Regions from separate parts of the Cyprinus carpio genome. Here region 1 is linked to region 2. A link is a contact called in public Hi-C data. All regions are on one chromosome and are shown on one strand. The core of a region is the stretch at or near the end of the contact, and the rest is flanking DNA. Distances in the headings are between cores, read along the strand shown. Region 1 overlaps LOC109112073 (protein FAM13B-like). Region 2 holds the start of LOC109112073 (protein FAM13B-like).

Evidence for each region. A called contact is a pair of places that touch in the nucleus more often than the background predicts.
Region 1: a contact with region 2 is called in a Hi-C map of skeletal muscle, with 3 times the contacts expected there. The contact joins the enhancer-like site here to the promoter of LOC109112073 in region 2. A contact is called at or near these places in 8 of 8 Hi-C or Micro-C datasets (liver, red blood cells and skeletal muscle).

The regions. Positions count from the first base shown.
Region 1 is chrB14:22,797,752-22,801,967 of ASM1834038v1, forward strand. It overlaps LOC109112073 (protein FAM13B-like), which reads left to right. Exons shown (of 24, transcript XM_042738625.1): 12 at 264-318; 13 at 401-506; 14 at 1,105-1,170; 15 at 2,470-2,680; 16 at 2,760-2,898; 17 at 3,716-3,797; 18 at 4,129-4,216. Among protein-coding and RNA genes, the nearest start is that of LOC109112072, 30 kb to the right of the region's middle. Within about 2 kb of position 2,385, at least 1 of the 8 cell types and tissues checked has an H3K27ac peak or open chromatin away from gene starts, as enhancers often do. A contact at or near this core is called in skeletal muscle, where this site is marked.
Region 2 is chrB14:22,756,420-22,760,589 of ASM1834038v1, forward strand. It overlaps LOC109112073 (protein FAM13B-like), which reads left to right and starts at 2,308. Exons shown (of 24, transcript XM_042738625.1): 1 at 2,308-2,503. LOC109112627 (C-X-C motif chemokine 14) reads left to right here. Exons shown (of 4, transcript XM_019125538.2): 4 at 1-490.

The sequences.
Region 1 (4,216 bases), core at 1,135-3,634, 41 kb after region 2:
GCCTGTTGCACCTTGCACCGGTTAAGCGAGCGTCCTAGATTCCAGAGTCACAGTCTGTTAGCTTGTATAGTATGTGTGGGTGTGACTTGTAAAGTTTCCATACCATCCTGTCTGAATTCTCTTTGCTTGTTTTACGCCCTTATTAATAGACTAAATATAACTAGTTTTTTATTTTTTCCAAGCAAGACATTTAAAGAGCTCTATAACTGACAGATCACACAGTGGTCATCACCTTATAGTCATCTGTTCCCATCTTCACACAGACTGGAGAAGTACCCAGACTATGAGCAGATGGACCAGGCTGATGTTATCACCCGTGTGAGTATTTATGAATAGCGCCAGGATTCTGTATGTTTTTCTGTACTGAAGCGTCTAAACAAAGCTCTTCAATGATTCGCAGGAGCCCGGAGACTGTGACCTGAACGCTAATAATAATGAGTCCACAGAGCCAGACAGCGGCCCTCAGTCTTTGACCAGAAGCATTCTCTCAGACAGTGAACAAGAAGGTAACTATTTCTGTTATTTCTCTATAAAAGTTGCACTGTATCAACTGCTAACGTGAACAAATAATAGAAAATATAATGAAAATAAGCAGTTTCCGATCTTAGAATAATACGAAAAAACACTAATAGGAAGAGGGGAAACTTTTGAAATCAGTCATTATTATTTTTTTTTTTAAGTTTAATTTGGTACAAATTGTGGTGAGGAAAACACACACTTCACCTTTAAGCTCATATAAGACTGATGAGATGTTTTGTGTATTTATACATTGGCTGAATATTAACAGCGCCCTTGAATTTGAAACTCGAGAGATGAATTCAATAGATCACAGAGCTATAAATACGAAAAGTAAATGGTTATTATTCATAAACCACCAACATACACAGTTCTGTTTTCTCATGTATATGTGAATCATAAATATGGTTCATGTGGTCTGAGTGAATGCTATTTATGACTGTATGTTAGTTATTTGTATTTCAGCCATAGATCCACAGCATTACGTGTCTGTTTGCGTGCGTGTGTGTGTGTGTGTGTGTGTGTGAGGCTCATAGCTCACTGCACTCTTCTGTGCTATCTCTCTCTCTCCGCCTCTCTCTCCGTCAGCATCATGCCCCATCAGTTTCCCACCCATTGACTTCACATGTATGCATCTGCAGAGAGAAGGGAGCGGTAAGTTGCATCTCCACAGCCCTCCCCCGAGCTCGTCCATCACCCGCTGCTGCTCTCAAGCTGTTTTCACTCGTTTCGAACCCGAATTTGGCTCCGCCCCTTCCCTTTTCCCTTCCCCCACAGCCACTTTCTCACGCTGCCTTATTTTGAATGCAAACAACTGTACACTTTCAACATCTACCACAGAGTTACATTGTGAATGGACACTAAAAATGCGAAGCTCGCCGTTATTGTTTTTCTACCATAACTGCACCCAGGACATGTAGCATCAACGAGTTCCAAATGGAATCTTTTTGCATTTTTCCACTTTGATTTTAAGGGAGAATCTTTGGAATTTTGCAGAAGGGATTTAAATGTGGAAATGCAAATGTTGAACCGAAATAAGAGTATTTAATGTAATGTATTAAATAACCCAAAATATTTAATATACATACATGTCTATGAGGAATGTTGTGAATCGATGTTCCCAAAGCTCTGAAAATCAAAGCTGTGGAGTTCTGTGGGCTCGGATTCCATGTAGAAATAAATAATCTTATAGCAGACAAATTATACTAAGTGTGCTTGTACAAAAGCAGTTTACTTCTGCAAAATTAGGATGGATTGCTTTCATACAAATGACCAGCTACAACAATAGCTAGAGTCTAGCATTCACGCCAACCAAATTCAGTTCTGACGTCAACTCCTTCAGTTTGAGTTCGCCCCCTGAGACTCTGACTAACCCATCGGCTCCTCACATGCACCCAGTTGGTCCTGCTGACTCCCACTATTTACCATCTGCCATCAGCACATGCATCAGCTTTCTCCTGATCAACCACTATGTCAGATATCTAGGCAGTGCAAATTTGATCAGCTAAGTTTCCATAGCAGGCCCCAGTCCAGTACATTCTCTGCCCTCTCGGGTCAACGTGACTTCTGCTCTGAGCATGATTCCCGGCATCGAGCACGATAAACAATGGCTGCTGTCATTGCTGATGGCTCCAGAATGTATGTGTGTGTGTGTGTGGGTGATATTCAACTGTGCACTCTTACCCAGAAGCGTCACTTGCCAAATAACACAATGCCACAAAGCGTTCTGAGGAAGTCTTGATTGAGTTTTTATGTGCTGTATGGCTCACTCACTATGTGTCAGATTATCTGTGGTCTCTGCGCACCTGTTTAGACTTTGGGTTACTAGCACAAAGCAACCAAGGCCTGTTGTGAACTTCTAACTCTGTGTGGAAGTGTATGCGATTGAACTGTTGAGTTATGCTGAAGATATTGTTTTTAATGGCAGTGCGTGTGTCTGTGTGTCTTTGTCAGACCCTGTGCCGGTGTTCTTGCCATGGCAAGAGGAGACCGAGTCAGGGGAGGCCCAGCTGTCGCCGCTGGCGGGCCGCATGATACCCCTGCCGCTAGAAGACGATACTCAGCCACTTCTGGCCCGACGCTTCCTGGACTTTGGCCACAGTCAGCGGTTCTTGCAGCAGGACCACGATGCTACATCCTCCACCAAAGCGTTGCCCTGTGGGAGGTGAGCAGAGAGAGCACAGACACTTATGAACGCTCAGATACACTGACAGCCAAACTCACGCTCGTGTCACGTCTCTCAGGCCTCGCCGTGCTTCACTCACTTCCAAAGACACTCTGAAGGGAGACAACGTCTCCCACCAGCTCACCAAGAAACTCCAGAACCTCAAGAAGAAGATCAAGCAGTTTGAGGAGCAGTTTGAAAAAGAGAAAAACTACAAGGTTAGAATGATATACACTAGCGGTCAAAAGTATCTCTTCTGCTCACCAAGGTTGCATTTATTCTATCTTTATATAGTTTCAAATGTAATTTATTTCTGTGATCAAAGCTGAATTTTCAGCATCATTACTCCAGTCTTCAGTGTCACATGATCTTCGGAAATCATTCTAATATGCTGATTTGCTGCTCAAGAAACATTAAGTATTATTATTAATGTTAAAAACAGTTGTGTACAGTTTTTCTCAGGATTATTTGATGAATAGAGCAGCATTTAGCTGAAATAGAAAGCTTTTGTGACAAAGTCTTTCATGTTACTTTTGGTCAATTTAATGCATCCCAGCTGAATAAAGGTATTAATTTATTTCCCCCCCAAAAAAAGAAAGTTTTTGCTGACCCCAAACGTTTGAACACAGTAGTGTATAATGTCACAAAAGCTTTCTATTTTAGATAAATGCTGTTCTTTTGTACTTTCTATTCATCAAAACATGCAGAAAAACCTGTTTTCAACATTGATAATAATCATAAATGTTTCTTGAGCAGCAAATCTGCATATTAGAATGCTTTCTGAAGGATCATGTGACATTGAAGACTGGAGCAATGATGCTGAAAATTCAGCTTTGTATCAAAAAAAATGAATTACATTTTAACACACATTCAAATAGAAAACAGTTCTTTTAAATTATAAAAATATTTCACAATATTTTTTGGTAAGCAGAAGAGACTAAAAAAAACATTTTAAAAACCATGCTGTTATAAATCATTATATATTAATAATTTCAGAAATGATCGGTTAAATTGATATTTGTGCTTCGTTTGCAGCCGTCTCACGCTGAAAAGGCAGCTGATCCAAAGGTGCTGAAGTGGATGACGGATCTGACCAAAATCCGCAAGCAGCTCAAAGGTGAGAGTGTCTGTGTGGGCCGGGGGAGCGATATGGGTGTGGAGTTTCTGATACTCAGTGTCATATGTTATTGGGCCGTCTTGGTCCAGGCCTGCTCCCCTGTCCTCTGTGGGAGAAGTGCACCTTACACTGCATGTCTGTAGAGGCTCTGGGGCTCTCTCTCTCATGGGACCACCCTCATACTCTACTGGAGAGCCCTCCGCTCACTGTGTTTGGCCCCCCACACTTCCCATCATCCATTTCCATTTGATGCCCCCCATCAGAGGTGCACTGTCGTATAAAGTCTCTCTTTCTCTTTAACTAAATCTACTCGGACGGCCCTCATCGGCAGGACGACAGCACCTCTTACCCAAAGGTTCCCTGAGGCACCAGGCCGTGCTTCAGTCATACAGACGCCACTCGTCCTCTTCCTCCGTCCC
Region 2 (4,170 bases), core at 1,058-3,557:
CATACTTTATATTTACACATATACTTCAGTGGAAATGTACCGCCACACGACGAGCACATGAACTTTGGGGCCTGCAGTGGGTCATGTGTTTAAAATGAAGCTTTTTATTTAATATCGGCCCTCCTATCAGCACATTATGAACTACACGTGCCTCCTCTTTGAGGTGTGCAGGTTTTGTAAGCTATTGTTTTCATTTGTTTGGTATGAGTGTGTTTTTCTTTTTGGTAAATGAAATGTTTCTCATCTCCTCTTGTGCATCAGATTGTATGTATAAGCACACAGAATAGGTTCTTGTGTACAGACCACCTCGTCTAGTCTAGCTTATTCAGAACTGATTAGTGAAGCCTATGTATTGTATCACAGAATTGTTGTTTTACTATTTAAATAATAAATGATAGAAATGTTTGTGTGTTTGGACTGACCCACCAAACACAACTTAAGTCCAAGGAGTGTAATCTTCAAACACAGCAATAAACATTTAAATAAATCACTGGGTGTGTCTGCTTTATATTTTATTTGAATGTCCATTGTGTGATAACATGGTTTTGTATATGATTTAGTCACAAAACCATAGAAAACAAAAAAATAAAAAACTAAATACACAATAAATTAAAAAAAATTAAAAATACTTCAGGGTTATTATAGTAACTAAAAAAATAAACAATGAAATACACAATAACTGAAAAAAAATAAAAAAAATATTCAATAGCTAAAGCTAAAACTGTAATAAAATTTATAAAAACTATGGTAAAAAAATAAAATAAAAAATAAGTATAAAAACTACAAAACAATACAAAATTTGTATATAAAAAAATACTTTTATTATTTTGGTATTATTCATTAATTTATTATTATTTTACCTAAAGTTGAATCAAAACAGAATTTTTTGAAAATCAAACTATTAATAAAAATTATAATAATATCTCAGTGATACTAAAACACTAAAAGACATCCCCTGCATTCATCTAATAAATCTCTTATAATAGAAAAATGATTTCTATTATATATAGAGCAATTGGAAAATGAAAATAGACGTCCTTTATATGATAACTGAAGAAAGAAAAATGTAAGAACATTGATTGATTGATTGATTGATTAATTGATTTCTCAAAATGACACAAACTATTAAAAAAACCACACAAACATTCTATTTCTCATATCTACTACATTATTGCTTAGGATCCACTAGGAAGGAAAGCACACTTTCAAGGGGGTCTCAAGATGACTTAAATTATTAAAATAACCTTTGAAATAAATTAAAACAACTAAAAATCAAGATTAGAAAATGTGTTTTCAAGAAAGTCAAGAATATGAAAATAGTTTGTTGGAAAACAAATTGGCATTTGTGAATCATACAAATTTATTGGTCATAAAGTGTATATGGTGATGAACAAACTGATACTGAATCTTCTGGAAATTAGTTGTTTTGATTGGTTATAAGTATTTTAATATATTGCCACTAGTTTGCGTGGATAAATGTTTTGTCATTGTAGCAGAAGTACCATATTGTCATATTTGGAATTTTGAACAAGCAATCAATTTATATAGTTTATTCATTACAATTTAAAACAATGGTATATATTATTACTTTTCACATTTATTCTGTTCCATATTCCCACCAAAAAAAAAAAAAAAACGGATTTACTGTTTAATAAACTGCATTTTCGTTGTCAATAGATGGTATGCGTTTATACAGAAAATGATTTTACAAAATTAAACTCACTATGAAAAATAGGTTACTCACTGGTGGAGTATAGTGTGTGACAACTTGCCCCGGTCTTGTCTACAGTGTGCGCTGCATGCATGGAATCAAACACTGGGTGGCGCTGCAGTACCATGTGAAATAAGATATTTTCTTTTGACGCAATAATTTTGGATTGCATTACTTGAGTTTAGTTTCTCTTTCGTTAAAACAACAAATAATTAAAATGCAATCTATTCATGTATTACCTTGCAGTTCAGTGGTAAAAAACACTTTTATAACTAATACTAAAAACAGAACTGTGTTGTTAAGCAATGAAATCGATACCATGACGGTTTTGCCATAATGTATTTCTAATGAAAGTTGTATGCGTTTGAAAGATTGAATGTATAAAGCGACTTGTTAAAGCAATGAGCATCTACTATAACATTTCTTTCTCTGCATCTGTTTGATCCAAGATAAAAGTGACATTAGTTATTTTAATGGAATATTCTGGAAAACTGTGGACTGTGTTGGGAAGAATGCTGAAATCCTGAGAGAGAGAGAGAGAGAGAGAGAGAGAGAGAGAGAGAGAGAGAGAGAGCGCGAGCGAGAGAGGGGCGGGGTCAGTGTGTCTCGGGCATCGCTGTGGGTGTGTAACTAACACTGTCTCCATTCCACAGAATCATCTACTCACATTAAAACTGGCCATGCCAGCCCAACACTGTAGCTAGTCATCATCATCATTCATATCGCCTACTTTGAACCACGGACTACTGGAATAATTCTGTTTGCTGGTCGTTTATCGTCTGGTTTGACCTGGTAAGTGCGGATAGCATCGATGAAGAAGTGACTTTAGCTGATGCTAGCAGTCGCGTTAGCCAGCTGAGGGATCGCCTCACAGCGACTCATCCCGAATTTGCATCGAACTACTGATTTACACTCTATTTTGTTGTTGTATGATGGTTGTATTTTACACGTTACATGTTTAATTAATTTCTGCCCTCGTGAAACGAGGATAAAAATGCGTGTATAGCGGATTATAGTGCGTTGAGTGGTGTGTTGCAGCGGGAATAGATGTTGACAGTGCTAAGCTATGAGGCTAACAGGATAGCGTAACGTTAGAAAGACGTTCGTTTTTTAATAGTGAGAATTATAAATTTGGTTTGTTTTTGTGTGTTTGGTGCACAAAGGTAGCTTTTTTGAAGATTTCCTTCATTTGCAATTGTATTTCTGTTTATTATTGTTTTACTCGGAATGGTAAGATGCTTCTGTAAGTTGAGTGACAGCTGAAGGTTCATTCTGTAACTGACAGAATCACTTCCTGTCTATAAAAATAAATATATTCGTGCCTTATTGGTTTTGAGTTGTTAAACATGTCTTCTGAAATAAAAGAGAATGCTTTGGCTCCTAAAATAGCTTCAGTTTAGCTTAATTGGGATGTGAAACTTGAATCCTGTATAGAGATGTTTCTGGAACAGCAGCTGAGGGGGATTGTGCTGTTTAATAATAGATTAATTATTTAAATGATTTGACCTTGTTTTATTTTTAAATGTATAAACAGATATTTTTAATGCTTCATTAGTCATTTAATTAATTAAATATTTAGCTTATCAAGTTTTTTTTTTTACTAATTTAATTTAACTTTTTTGTTAAGTCTTTAATTAGGTTTCTTTTTTAATATTTTTTTCTGTACATTTCTTTCTTTTAATGTATTTTGTTTATTATTTATCTGTTCATGTTCATCAAATTCTCATTATTTTTATTAAAATCATATTTTTTATAAAATGTGCACTGTTTTTCTCTGAATAGTCATACAGACCACCTTTGACCCCAGTTCAGAAACCCCTGGAGTAGACTATATACTGTGTGTACATTGTGAAAAATAAACAGCTGTTATTTGCCTTTGCATGCCCTTTTCAATGGTGGTGTCCTTCACAACATCAGAAAGTTCAAGGAAATTCATAAAATCCTGAAAAAGCCATGGACATTTCTAGTTTTTTTTTATCTGTGTCCAATATATTAAGCCAGCTAGAAATGTCTCATGTGAAATTCATTTTCTTGTAATAACAAAAAAATGGAAAATGCATGATGATTACATAAAAGAGAAGTCATAGAAATTCAGGTAATGCTGTGCTTAAAGACAATGCAAGATCTTGACCTTGTAAGCCAAATACATTTTTCCATGCGTACGTGAGTGATCGGAGAAAAGTCATTGACTGTAGTCCACTCCTGTTGAAAACGAGACAAACTCTTGCTTTTTTGGGGCTGCTCGTAGGCTTCCCAAAACAGAAAAGTGGTTACTAGGATGGCTATCATTGGGTTTTTAGCTGCTGTATGCATGGATATGGAGATAAGGCCTTTAAAACCAGCTGAACGTGTCTTGTTCAGATTACAGCTAAACCCAGCTGTCCTTGAGGAGATTTCAGCGCGGCTGCTCGGCTCTTTTCTGTGACAGACTAGACTCTCTTTAGATTCATCCAACCGCC